Linked DNA regions of Mus musculus: regions 1 and 3 are each linked to region 2. A link is a contact called in public HiChIP or PLAC-seq and promoter capture Hi-C data. All regions are on one chromosome and are shown on one strand. The core of a region is the stretch at or near the end of the contact, and the rest is flanking DNA. Distances in the headings are between cores, read along the strand shown.

Evidence for each region. Promoter capture Hi-C pulls out the DNA fragments that hold promoters and counts their contacts. HiChIP or PLAC-seq counts read pairs in DNA pulled down with a chosen protein or histone mark.
Region 1: a promoter capture Hi-C map of second pharyngeal arch cranial neural crest shows a contact between it and region 2. The contact joins the promoter of Alg1 here to the promoter of Vasn in region 2. A contact is called at or near these places in 3 of 39 promoter capture datasets (cranial neural crest, pre-B cells and second pharyngeal arch cranial neural crest) and 1 of 115 datasets of contacts at active chromatin or transcription factors (pancreatic cancer cells).
Region 3: an HNF4G HiChIP or PLAC-seq map of pancreatic cancer cells shows a contact between it and region 2. The contact joins the promoter of Eef2kmt here to the promoter of Vasn in region 2. A contact is called at or near these places in 1 of 39 promoter capture datasets (cranial neural crest) and 1 of 115 datasets of contacts at active chromatin or transcription factors (pancreatic cancer cells).

Annotation. Positions count from the first base shown.
Region 1 is chr16:5,231,624-5,235,697 of GRCm38.p6, forward strand. Alg1 (asparagine-linked glycosylation 1 (beta-1,4-mannosyltransferase)) reads left to right here and starts at 1,998. Exons shown (of 13, transcript NM_145362.2): 1 at 1,998-2,234; 2 at 3,343-3,420; 3 at 3,540-3,643. The coding sequence starts at 2,027.
Region 2 is chr16:4,637,979-4,641,804 of GRCm38.p6, forward strand. It overlaps Vasn (vasorin), which reads left to right and starts at 1,967. Exons shown (of 2, transcript NM_139307.3): 1 at 1,967-2,170. All of the region lies in intron 9 of Coro7 (coronin 7), which reads right to left.
Region 3 is chr16:5,253,900-5,257,575 of GRCm38.p6, forward strand. Eef2kmt (eukaryotic elongation factor 2 lysine methyltransferase) reads right to left here and starts at 2,057. Exons shown (of 8, transcript NM_027446.2): 1 at 1,942-2,057. The coding sequence starts at 2,037. Gm15983 (a long non-coding RNA gene) reads left to right here and starts at 2,064. Exons shown (of 3, transcript XR_003951974.1): 1 at 2,064-2,112.

The DNA.
Region 1 (4,074 bases), core at 748-3,247, 590 kb after region 2:
CATCTATTGGATGGAACACAGGGCCCCCAATGGAGGAGCTAGAGAAAGTACCCAAGGAGCTGAAGGGATCTGCAATCGGATAGGTGGAGCAACAATATGAACTAACCAGTAACCCCAGAGCTATGTCTCTAGCTGCATATGTAGCAGAAGATGGCCTAGTCGGCCATCATTGGGAAGAGAGGTCCTTTGGTCTTGCAAACTTTATATGCCCCAGTACAGGGGACTACCAGGGCCAAGAAGTGGGAGTGGGTGGGTAGGGGAGCAGGACTGGGGAGGGTACAGGGAACTTTCGGGATAGCATTTGAAATGTAAATAAAGAAAATATCTAATAAAAAAAATTCCTGCCTGAACTTACTTCCTTGTCATGGCCTAATGTCAGATTCCTGCCCCAAGCCCATTTCCTTGTCCTTGGCCAATGTCAGATTCCTGCCATGCAGCCCCCAAAGCTCCCCACACAGCAGTACTTTTCTAGCTGGCAAAGTCAGGAACTCTAGAGTTCATGCCACTATCATTATCTTATGCATCTCTTTCTTTCTCCCTTTATTGCCCATACTTAAAAAGTTCTCCCTTCCTTCCTTCCTTCCTTCCTTCCTTCCTTCCTTCCTTCCTTCCTTCCTTCTTCCCTCCCTCCCTCCCTTCCTCCCTCCCTTCCTTCTTTCCCTTCCTTTCTTTCTCTATAACCCATTGTCTATTCGTCTCTCCCTAAACTTGAGTCTCCTTTTTCTCCTTATAAGCTGAAAGCCAACAAGCTTTAGTGAGCTTTCTGTTTCTGCCCCTCACAGCTGAGATTATAGGTTTTGTGGTGACATCCAGCTTGTTACATGGGTGTCAGGATTTGAACTCCTGTCATGATTGCAAGTAAGAGCTCTTAACTGCTGAGTCATTTATCCAGCCCCTTATTTTTTTGAGTTCTTGTCATAAGCTGCCCAGGCAGGTCTTGAACTCTCTATGGAGTCGAGGATGACCTTGGCTTCTCCTCCACAGTGCCAGAATTACAGGCTATACTATGCCTGCTTCCTCTCTTTTGTATTTGAATTGTTGTATTCAATGTGCATGCATCTTAACAAATGAAGAGATAAACATTTTGCTTAATAAATTTTCTCACTGGAAGGCACCTCTGCTAAAGAGCCAGAGGCCCTATGGTCTCTTGCCTTCTACCAACAAAGATCGGTTTCCATGTGTAGCCATGATCTTGTTTATACATTCACTTCTCAGGGAATGGCCTCTTTCCTCAACAAAACTAGGAAATTCATCCAAATTGTTTTTATTTATTTAGTGTACAAGGGAGGTGCTGTGTGTGTCACAGCAGGAGCGTGGAAGTCAGAGGATGTAGAGAGTTGATTCTCTCCTTCCTGAGATGGTACCCTACTTTAGCATCAAACACCTTTACCTGAAGAAAACTCATCAGCCTCTCATCTAAAATTTAATCTCTCTTGTTAGATTATTAAAGGCAGCTACTGAGAGAGTAGATAAAAGAGGCTGGGTCTGATCATAGCCGAGACAAGTTCATGTACGGTGAGGGTACATTTTTGTGTAGATGGCTAAGATACTCACAGAAGATGAGATATGGCCTCCTATAGGGGTAGAAATGACTTCACAGTCCGTAAGGGAAGCTGAGAAGTGTACTCTAGCAGCAGGTAATCATTATCATCATTATTATAGTTTGAAATTTATCTTAGCGGTCTTTAAAAGAAGTTCTTAGACTCCAATAAAGGTACAGCTTTACTTTCACAGGGGAAAACACACTTCAGAGAACTTGGCATGGCTAAGTCCATTCTTGGGCTCCTTAAGTAACTCTTCAAAGGCCTCCTACCCTTTCCAGGCCCCGCCCCCCCGTTCAGAGCCCGCCCCCATCTTCCAAATTCTCTTTCCTTTTCTCCCAGACCTCGCCTTATCCAAGGCTCCGCCTCCTCCTTCGTAAAGAGGCGATTTCATAATCACCTCCCCCTGGGCAGGGTCTGGGGTGTGCGCTTGCGCATAGCGAGGCTTCCGGGCCCGGTCACGTGCTCGGCGCCGGCCGGCCAAGATGGCAGCGTCCTGCGTGGCGCTGCTGGTTCTGGCGCTGCTGTTGCTGGTGCTGCTGCTGGGCTTGTGGAAGCGTGGGCGGCAAACGGGCAGGGCCCGGCACATGGTCGTCGTGGTGCTGGGCGACGTGGGCCGCAGCCCCCGCATGCAGTACCACGCGCTGTCATTGGCCCAGAGCGGCTTTTCGGTGACGCTGCTGGGGTTCTACAGTGAGTGGCGGGGACCTGAGAGGGAGGCTCAATCAGGAGCCTTGACTCTCCCTGTTTTGGGACAGAGGCGGGAGCAGCTGTGCTCCTCTCCTGCCTGTTCTGGTCTGGACCGCTGTTTTCTGGTGTCTGGGAGCAGCGGGCGTCAGTCGCCGTTTACCATACGTGAGGACTACAAATAGATCGGTTGCAAAAGTGTCTGTCACTTGCTTTGTTTAGGTAGTGCACAGACAGGCTGCAACCCTGGTGTGTGAGACCTTAGTGCTGGTCACCACTTCCTCATGCTGCCTTTGTCACTGAGTTGGCAGGCTGAATGTTTCTTCACATCCCTTGTCCAGCCGCAGAGCTTTTCTTGCTGTGGATGGTTCTCTTGTCCCCTAAGGTGTAGGCAGAGGTGTCCACTCCCTCATCATGTCCACGTGGATGATTTTTCAGGGGTTCACTCTTACTATGCAGCCTCTAGCTGGTTTGGATCTCACTATGTAGGCCAGAGTGTCCTTGAACTCACAGAGATCCACTTGCTACTGCCTTTAGAGTGTTGGGATTAAAGGCATGCACTTTAGTAGCCCCTCAGGTATCCAACCTTTTGACACAGTCATATGAAATCTGCTAGCATGTTGGGGACATTCATAACTATCCTCGAACACGTGCTGGGCACCTCAAATTGGATCTGCGAACTTGGGGGTGGCCCAGCTCTATCTAAGGGAAAGTGGAAATAGCCCTTATTGGTCCCCGTGTGGAGTGCTATCCTAGGGCAGACTGCCATCCAGGAGTTCTACTCTTTATCAGTTAAATTGGGTCCCTATTGCATGCCAGTCATCAGGTTAAATTAAGTAGGTATGATGAATGCCCTTCGAGGGTATTCTATAGAAGAACACAAAGTGACCTCATTTTCTATTCTGGGTACTGGGGACCTGTGAGGTTTTGATAGGTGTTATTTTCCTTCCACCTTGTTTACTTGAGATGGGCATGCTTTGTAGCACATGCTGGCTTTGAACACTTTATCCTGCCTTATCCTTCCAAGTACTGGAATTACAGATGTGAAGGAACACACCCAGCTGACTGTAACTGGCTATTTCTGATACCTGAAAGGGCTCATTTGCATTTGCAGACTCCAAACCTCGAGATGAACTCTTGCAGAATGATAGGATTCGGATTGTGAAGTTGACAGATCTGCGGGGCCTGGGAGGTAGGACCAGTCAACTCCAGGTTCTTGACTAGGGGTAGGGATGGTTGCGTATTGGGAAGATGAAGGGACTCTCAGTGCCAAGAGCTCTTTTGTAGAGACAGATGTTTTCTGACTTGCAGCTGGGCCCCGAATTCTCCAGTATGGAGTCAAGGTTGTATTTCAGGCAGTGTACTTGCTGTGGAAGATGATGCGCATGGACCCTGCAGCCTACATCTTCCTCCAGGTATGTGCCAGCTGCTCTTTCCTTCTGTGAGAATCACCATTATCATAGCAGGTCTCTTGCTGGTCTTTTAAACATGCACACATCGGGTTGTGGGTGTGGCTCAGTGAGGTCTTGGATTTGATTTCCAGCCCACATACAAAATGAACAAATTATTAAATGTATTTAATACTTCTGTGTGCATAGCCTATAAAAACATGGGGAGGGCTGCTGCACTCGTGAACTTGCAGCTATACAAGACCGGGGCAAGGCTGCCAACACTGTAGCATGGGCGGGGGGAGGGGGGTGGATTCACAGGGGAGCCGTCCCTAGCTAAGGAGCTGTTGGCAGTTAATGGTTGTTGGGGGTGGAGGTTATTTTTCTTCTCCAGTGTATCCACTAATAAATGGCCCATTCTTCAATAAACAACCTCTCACTTAGGTTATTATAAGCAA
Region 2 (3,826 bases), core at 717-3,216:
TGGTAAGAAGTGACTACAGTCTGACAATGTCATGAGCCTGCCAAGTGCCCTGTGATGATACTGTGAAAGAACAGGGGGGCTGGTGAGATGGCTCAGTGGGTAAGAGCACCCGACTGCTCTTCCGAAGGTCCAGAGTTCAAATCCCAGCAACCACATGGTGGCTCACAACCATCCCGTAACGATATCTGATGCCCTCTTCTGGAGTGTCTGAAGACAGCTACAGTGTACTCACATATAATAAATAAATAAATCTTAAAAAAAAAAAGAAAGAAAGAAAGAACAGGGATAGTGTTGCTGGGGGACAGCAGCTCTTGAACATCTCCGCTATCCCCTCCATTCATGCCATATATCCCATAGATCTGTCACTGCCATCCAGGCTGGGCCAAAAGCATCCCACACTCTCTTCCCTTGTGGGGACCTGGGTGGTACCTGGAGAGCAATGAGAGACTGGACAAGATGGGATATACTGGAAGCTGTGAGTTCTAGGAGGATGGGGCCTCAGAGGCCTCATGGTTCATGGGAAGTGGCTTGGGACAGTCTGACTGGAAGTCACAGAGCACTTGTGTATTCCCTCTGTTTTGCTGGTACTGGATATTGATCTAGGGCCTTATTTATCTCAAGTGCTCTACCACTGAGTTAAACCTTCAGAGTTTTATTTTGAAAAAGGTCTTAAGGAGTTATTCAGGCTGACCTTGAATTTGTGATCCTCCTGCCTCAGTCTTCAGAGCAGCTGGGATGACAGACCTGACTTACAACACTCGGGGCTTGAGGAGCCTGCCATCCAGAAGATTGGTGAATCTGGGGACAGTTGCCACCCAGCCTTCAAAGACGTCCTGTTTAAGACAAGCTCGGAAAACTAATTGTCATGTGAAATCACCCAAATTTTCAATTCTGGAAATGACATCCAACTTTCAAACCTGCCACACAGGCCAAATGAAACACCTGGGGTCAGTCCTGCCCCCAATTGTGGGGGTGTGGATGCCCTGCCTTTACAACACAAGTACCAGCTGAGGCCAGATAAGCCTCCAGATAGTGTGACCCAGACAAGGCCTTCAATACAGACCCGGCGGGAAAGGGATATGATGGTGAAATCCAGGAGCTGAGTTGGGTCCCCAAAGGCCCTGAGGCCTGACTCTAACCACAAACCATGGGGGTGGGGTGGGGTGGAGAGGATGACCATTTTCCTGGAATCCTACAAGGCAGGGGATTTTTTCTGAACCAGCCCCTGGCACAGCACCCTCCTGCTTAATCAAGGGCTGCTGTCAACAAACACCTAGGTCCCTCCTACTGCTGATGACGTCCCCAATCCTGCCTCCCATCCCAGGCATATTCTAGTCTTGAAGCTTTCAGTAACTGAGGGGCTTGAGCTGACATATGCTCCTAGGTCCCAGTCTCTCATTTAGAGCTGGGGAAGGTGACCAGGGATGCTGTCATGGCTACAAAGATCTCAAGTCCAGCATTAAGAGATTTTATATAAGAGGCTCTTGGAACCACTTCATGTGGCCTTTCTAGCTTTTGAAATTGGAATTAGCTAACAACAAAAACACATTGTGAGATTACGCCTAAAAAATCTAGATTTGTATGAAAAATCCTCAGTTTTGGCAGACTGGGTTGGTCATGGGGACTCAGCCATCATCCCTGCTGGCCCCTACAATCTACCTCTGCTTCTCCAGCTCTTTACTGACCCTAATGTCCACTTCTTGAATTTGTGTCACCAGATATTTTTCAGTTAAAAAGCAGGAGCCTGTCCAAATGTCACACAGCAAAAGATAGACTTAAGCCAGCCTAATAAAATCACTCCTCACTGGGATCTGGAGGTATATCTAGGTGCAGACTAGGCCTGCTTAGTGCAATGACCCATTCAGAGGAGGTGGGTGTGTATAGGCTTGGTCAAACCCCGCCTCAGCCAATTGGAGGAAGCCCCGCCCTCGGTACAGACGGTCCCACCCACTCCTACATCTTAAGCAGAGACCAGCCTCTTACGAGTCAACTTCGAGTCTGGAGCCGGAGCCAGAGACCGGGGCTGGGAAACCCCAGCCCGGGACGGGACGCAGCAGCCTCTGGATCCCGGGACCCCGGACCTCTCAGGACCGGCCAGAGGTGAAGGACTGAGGCCCCACTGAGGCCTTGGACCGCACCGCCTGGCTCCTTCAGCCGCAGTCGTCTCCTGGTGAGTGTCTAGGGGCGAGGGTGGGGGCGACAGGCGGAGCTGATCACACTGGAACAGCACACTAGCACATTCTCCAGTGGGACTGCGACTGCCGGAGCGAGGGGCTTATCCCCGCCTCGGGCGGTTACCTGGGCGGGAACGTCCAGTTGCACCCCCCTTCCTGAGTGGGTTCAGGGGCCTCCGTTGACCCTCGGGAGAGCCAGGGCGTGCGTTTGTACATGGCTAACCTACCCGTGAGGCTCTGAGTAGACAAAATAAACACCCCCTCCCTTGCTTCCTCCTCCCACGACTGGGCCCTCTGGCGTGACCAGTTTTATGAATCAACCCTCTTTTAGGGGATGGCCCAGCCGTAGTCTGGTTACTTTTCCCTCACGGGGGTCAGACAGTCTGGTGCCCTTGTGCAGAATGGTTGCTTGGGATCCTCTGGGCCTTGTCACACATGGCAGAAGCCACGAATACACAGGCAAGCCTGGAGAGGACCGGGAATGGGGAGATTGATAGGTGTACCCCCAGGTGAGGGATGAACTTTGGCTAACCATAATCTTTAGTGCTCCAGTATCAGCGCATCTCATCTCTACCAGTAATGGGCTTTGCTTGGGCTGCAGACCCAATGGCCTATAGCCAGTCTAGTCCTTTGTGTTCCCCAGCTTGCAGCTCTGGGGCCAGAGGACTGCTTAGGTTCCTTGTGGTCACAGGCAGGCCAGCTGATTGGTGCCAACCACACTACCTCACCCCCATTCGTTAACGATTACCACACCAGGGTCATTGACTGCTTCTATTGGATCCCAGAAGCAGCCTCTGCAGTAGAAGAAACCCAAGGCTCAGGAGTTCCCTTGCTTGTTTTTTGCATTAATAGTAGGTGATGCTCCAGGAAGAGGCACCAAGAGAGCCTTCTTCCCTATCTGGGTCAAGAGTTCCTAGGGGAGAGGGTCTGGCTAAAAGGTAAAAGGTCCCTTCCCCCTAGGCTGCTGGGAAAGCAGAGATGTGGGTGGGCTGGAGCCTTGTGAGGGGCTACATTGGTATGGGCAGTGAAGGCCAGTATGGACCCAGCTGTTAGCATGAGCTGGAGCAGGCAGGTGGGGGATGGGAGGGTAGTCCCTAGAGTTTACTGTCCTCTCCCAGGGGAATCAGCCCCCGGGGAACTTCTGTAAACAGAGTGTCAGAGGCAGGAAGAGGGCTCTGGTAATGAGCAGCCCAACTGGATTCCCTCCAGACCATTATCTAGCATCTCCCATCCAGAGAGGAAAGGACCTAGGAGCACACATGCCAGCCCAGGGAGGGGGACAGACGCTGCTTGTCCCCAACTTGCCAAGCCTCAGAGTTGCACACCAGAACAGCCACCTGAGATCTGTGGGTAAAGAGGGCACTACGCAGAAGGTTACTGTGGCAGAGTGTTTGGAGACCACTCTCTGGAAGTGGTGGGAGAAGAGAGAGTACAAGAGGCTTCTCAGACACTGTAAGACTTATACTTTCCTGAGCAAGTCCTCTCTGGCAGATAGCCCTGGGGCCAAGAGAGATAGCCAGACATGCATGCAGGCAGGCAGGCAGACAGACAGTCAGGCACATGCTTAGGTACATGCACACACACACACACACACACACACACACACACAACACACACACAACACACACACACACACAACACAACACACACCA
Region 3 (3,676 bases), core at 807-3,306, 620 kb after region 2:
GGGCTGGCTTCTCATGTGTTATGATGTGCCCTGGTGTGCAGCTCATGGACGGCATTCAGTAAATACTTACTGACCCAGTAACTGCTAGGAGGCACTCAGTGCACTTCCACAGTCAGGTGGAAGTCAGGGTTTGTACCCACGTACTCCCACAAAGTGAGATACAGGAGGGGCTGCCAACAGTATACAGGAGCAACAGTAATCAGGCGGTTAAGTCCACAATTCGTGTTCATGATAGTCTTTAGGTTCTTGGTAGAAGCGCTCTTATGTTCATTCTCCTATACATAAGCTACAGTTTGGGGGATGGGGCAGTATGACTCCCTAATTTGGAGCTGTGGGACTCTCCCTTTCTACCTTGGTTGCCTTCAGCAAAAGGATTGTCAGTCTGACAGCTTATACCAGCCTTGGCTGCCTGAACACTCCATAAACACCCTTAGACAACCAGACCTGATTGTCATGACTGCTGAAGCTGCGGGCTCAGCCGGGGCTGTTTGAAACTTTTTGCTGTTACAAACCTGGGTGTACAGTGTATTGCTCTGCACTCATTTCCTGTGGGACAGAGGGGAGCACGCCCCCTAGTGGCGTAGCGGAAGGATGGCTGGGATGGAACAAGAGGCAAAGCCGTGATTGGTTCAGACACCTACACAGCCTGCTGCTGTGGTCAAAGAGGGAGTAGACTGTAAGGAACCCTCCCGCGCTACCTCCTGGGAAGAGTCTCTTGCCTACTTTAGTAGTGCGGGCTGCGGGGGTAACAAGGAGAAAGCAGACCCAGTCAAGGCTCAACAGTGGACGGCAGAATTGTAAAAGCAGACAGGCTGGCCATGGTCAAGAGCTAATGAATCCGCACTTCCAAGACCTGCACAAGAGCTGTATGTTTCTAAGGGCTGCTGCCAAGGGCTGAAGAAATCCAATACCTTGGCCTGCTGGGAAGCTCGCAGCCAAAAATGTCCTAAGAACTCCCGGAGGGCCAAGGGCCCTACACTCAAGAAACCTGCAATTACTGGTCTTGTCTGCCTACAGCCGGCACAGAAAAACACAGTCAGCAGAGATCAGCACTCCCAGAACTTTTTGTCTATCTATGATTTCTAGCTGGGCAAAGGAAAAGAAGTCCAGCTGTTTAGTAGCAAGAGGCTGCTATCATTGTATCCTTTACTGTATTAATTAGAAATGATGGCACAGAGATGTAGCCTCTTGTAAAGTCCCACAGCACACAGGGGGTTGAATTAGAACTATAAGCAGGAAGCTGGCCTCCCCGGCCAGAGCTCTGATTCTTTCCTTCTTAAACTCCTGGTCAAATGGAGTGACCACAGACGCCAGTGCTGTGCACTGTGGGTGACCCTGAGCAAGTACTTAGCACAGCACATGAACTATTATTACAGTTGACATTGAATAAGGACTTATATGTTATTCGGGTTTCGTTTTGCGTTAAGACCAGAGATATTTTATGTCGATGAAATAATACAACTACCCAAACCACCCAACGAAACCGGGTAGACTCTGGAGGAATACAAATCTATAGTAACTCATGCCGGTGAGCTCACCGCACAAGAGTTAACAGCGAGGCACGCTCTAAAGGATCCTCGCGTCCGAGCTGCAGGTCCCCAGGCCACAGGGAAGCACCATTTTCAGTCCGAACTCCCTCTGAGACGGTTCTGCCTGAAGCCTGCCCTTCGGATGGGGACCTGGCCTCCTTTTCAGGAGAGCGCGGCTCTTGCCATTTGAAGACGTTTAGTTTTTCAAAGTTGTTTTGCAGTCGCCAAGATGACCGATTACTGGCTTAAAAGTTGCTAAAATAATCCAGCCCGGTTCGTGACCCTGTAAACCCTGCCGGGGAAGGGCCCGCCTGCCTCCCCCAGTCCAGCGGTGAGCAAAGGCGGCCCGAGACTCCCGGCCCCGCCGCCCGTGGTGCTCGACCCTGATACCCGCCGCACGCCCGCCGCCCACCTGCCAGGGAAAGGAGGGCAGCGCGCGAGCCGCCAGGAAGCGGCGCTCGAAACTCTGCAGCAGAGACGTGGCCCCCTCGTGGTCCTCAGGCGCCATCGCGGGGCAGGGCCAGGGTTGCCTGGAAACGGGCGGAAGCGAGGCCTGAGACGGAGGAGGCGTGGCAACTAGGAGGTAAGATGTGGGCGGGGGCTAGTCTATGTTCCGGCCCAGGAGGCGGGGCAAGATGGTGCCCGCGGGGCGGGGAGTACGGTGGGGCAGGGTTAGAGGCGGACCGGGCCGGGTTGGGCCTGACTGGGGAGCGTTTTAAACAGTTCCTGGAGCTGGAGCTGGCAACTTGGAGGCGAAGCCTAGACTGGCTTGGGGGCGGGGCTCAGAGGGCGGTCCTTGGCAGGAACTGGGGGTTGGAAGGTGGGCCCGAGCGGGAATGGGGGTGGGGCTGAGATTGAGGTTGAGCAACTCTTAGCCGGTTGTCTTTGGGTGGTCTGGGGCGAGCTCAGATCAGCCGGGGGCGAGGCTAGGGTGGGTCTGCCCTCGAAGTAGCCGAGGAAGATTTTTGGAGGGGTCTAACCCCACCTGGGTGTTAGGAAGTGATACCTGGGATCCTTCAGCCTACCTGCGCACGCACACGCGCGAGTGCGCGCGTGTACACACACACATCCACGAAGCCAGGTCAGCATAGGGGACCAAGGAGTTGGTCTTTATTCCCTGAACTGGGTTCATTTAAATAAAATGAACTGAGATTGTTTCTGTGGGGTTTCATCTTTTAATTTCTTTACGTTATTTGTGTATATGTGTTCACACACACACACACATATAACAGTAACAGTATCTGCTCTGAAAATTAGTGCACAGAATTGCAGAGGCTTCCAGCAGGAGTTTTGTTTCATCTTGCAAGGAATAGAATCTGAACTAAGAGTGGGAGTTAGCTGCAGTGGGTGGCAGAGTATTCTGTTCAAAGTCCCTAGAGTTGAAAGGCAGGACACTGGCAAGCCACCCCTGTTGTCCTCCAAGTGTGCACTGTCATTCAAGGTGTAACAGTTCAGTTTAGCAAATGTCTCAAAATCTCCATTTGGAAGCTTCTAGAGCTAGCTTGTTAAATATACTTGCAGAATGTTGATGAAGGGGACAGATTGTATCCCATTACCTCCTTTAGACAAGAAATCCTGAGGTTTGTTTTGGAGAACAACAGAAGGGAATTAATTACAGTCAGGTCTGTGACCCTCCAAAAATCCAGGCCAGCATAGGGGACCAAGATGGGATTGGTCTTTTATTCCCTGAGCTGACTTGATTTAAATAAAATGAACTATGATTGTTTCTGTGGGATTTTGCCTTTTAATTTCTTTACATTGATTATTTGTGTATGTGTGTGTTTGTGATCCACCACACATAAATAGAAGTCAGAGGATGGCTTGAAGAAGTTGGTTCTTTCCTTCTACCATGTGGGTTGAACTCAAGCCATTTGGCAAGTGCCTATACCCACTGAGTTATTGAAGTAGCATTATTGGTTTGTTTTACAGTGTCTTGCTATGCAGACCTGGCTAGGTTGGTATTCTCTTTGTAGCCCGTCTTGGCCCGAACCTTGCAGTGATGCTCCTGCCTCAGCCTCCAAAGCACCCAGGCTTCTCGGTGTGTGCCGCCATGCTGGACTATTACTGTGACTCACATTGCATATTCCTCATGCTGCACTCACCCAAGGAGCATGGGACCTGGTGACTGAGGAAGGCTGGCTTAGAGT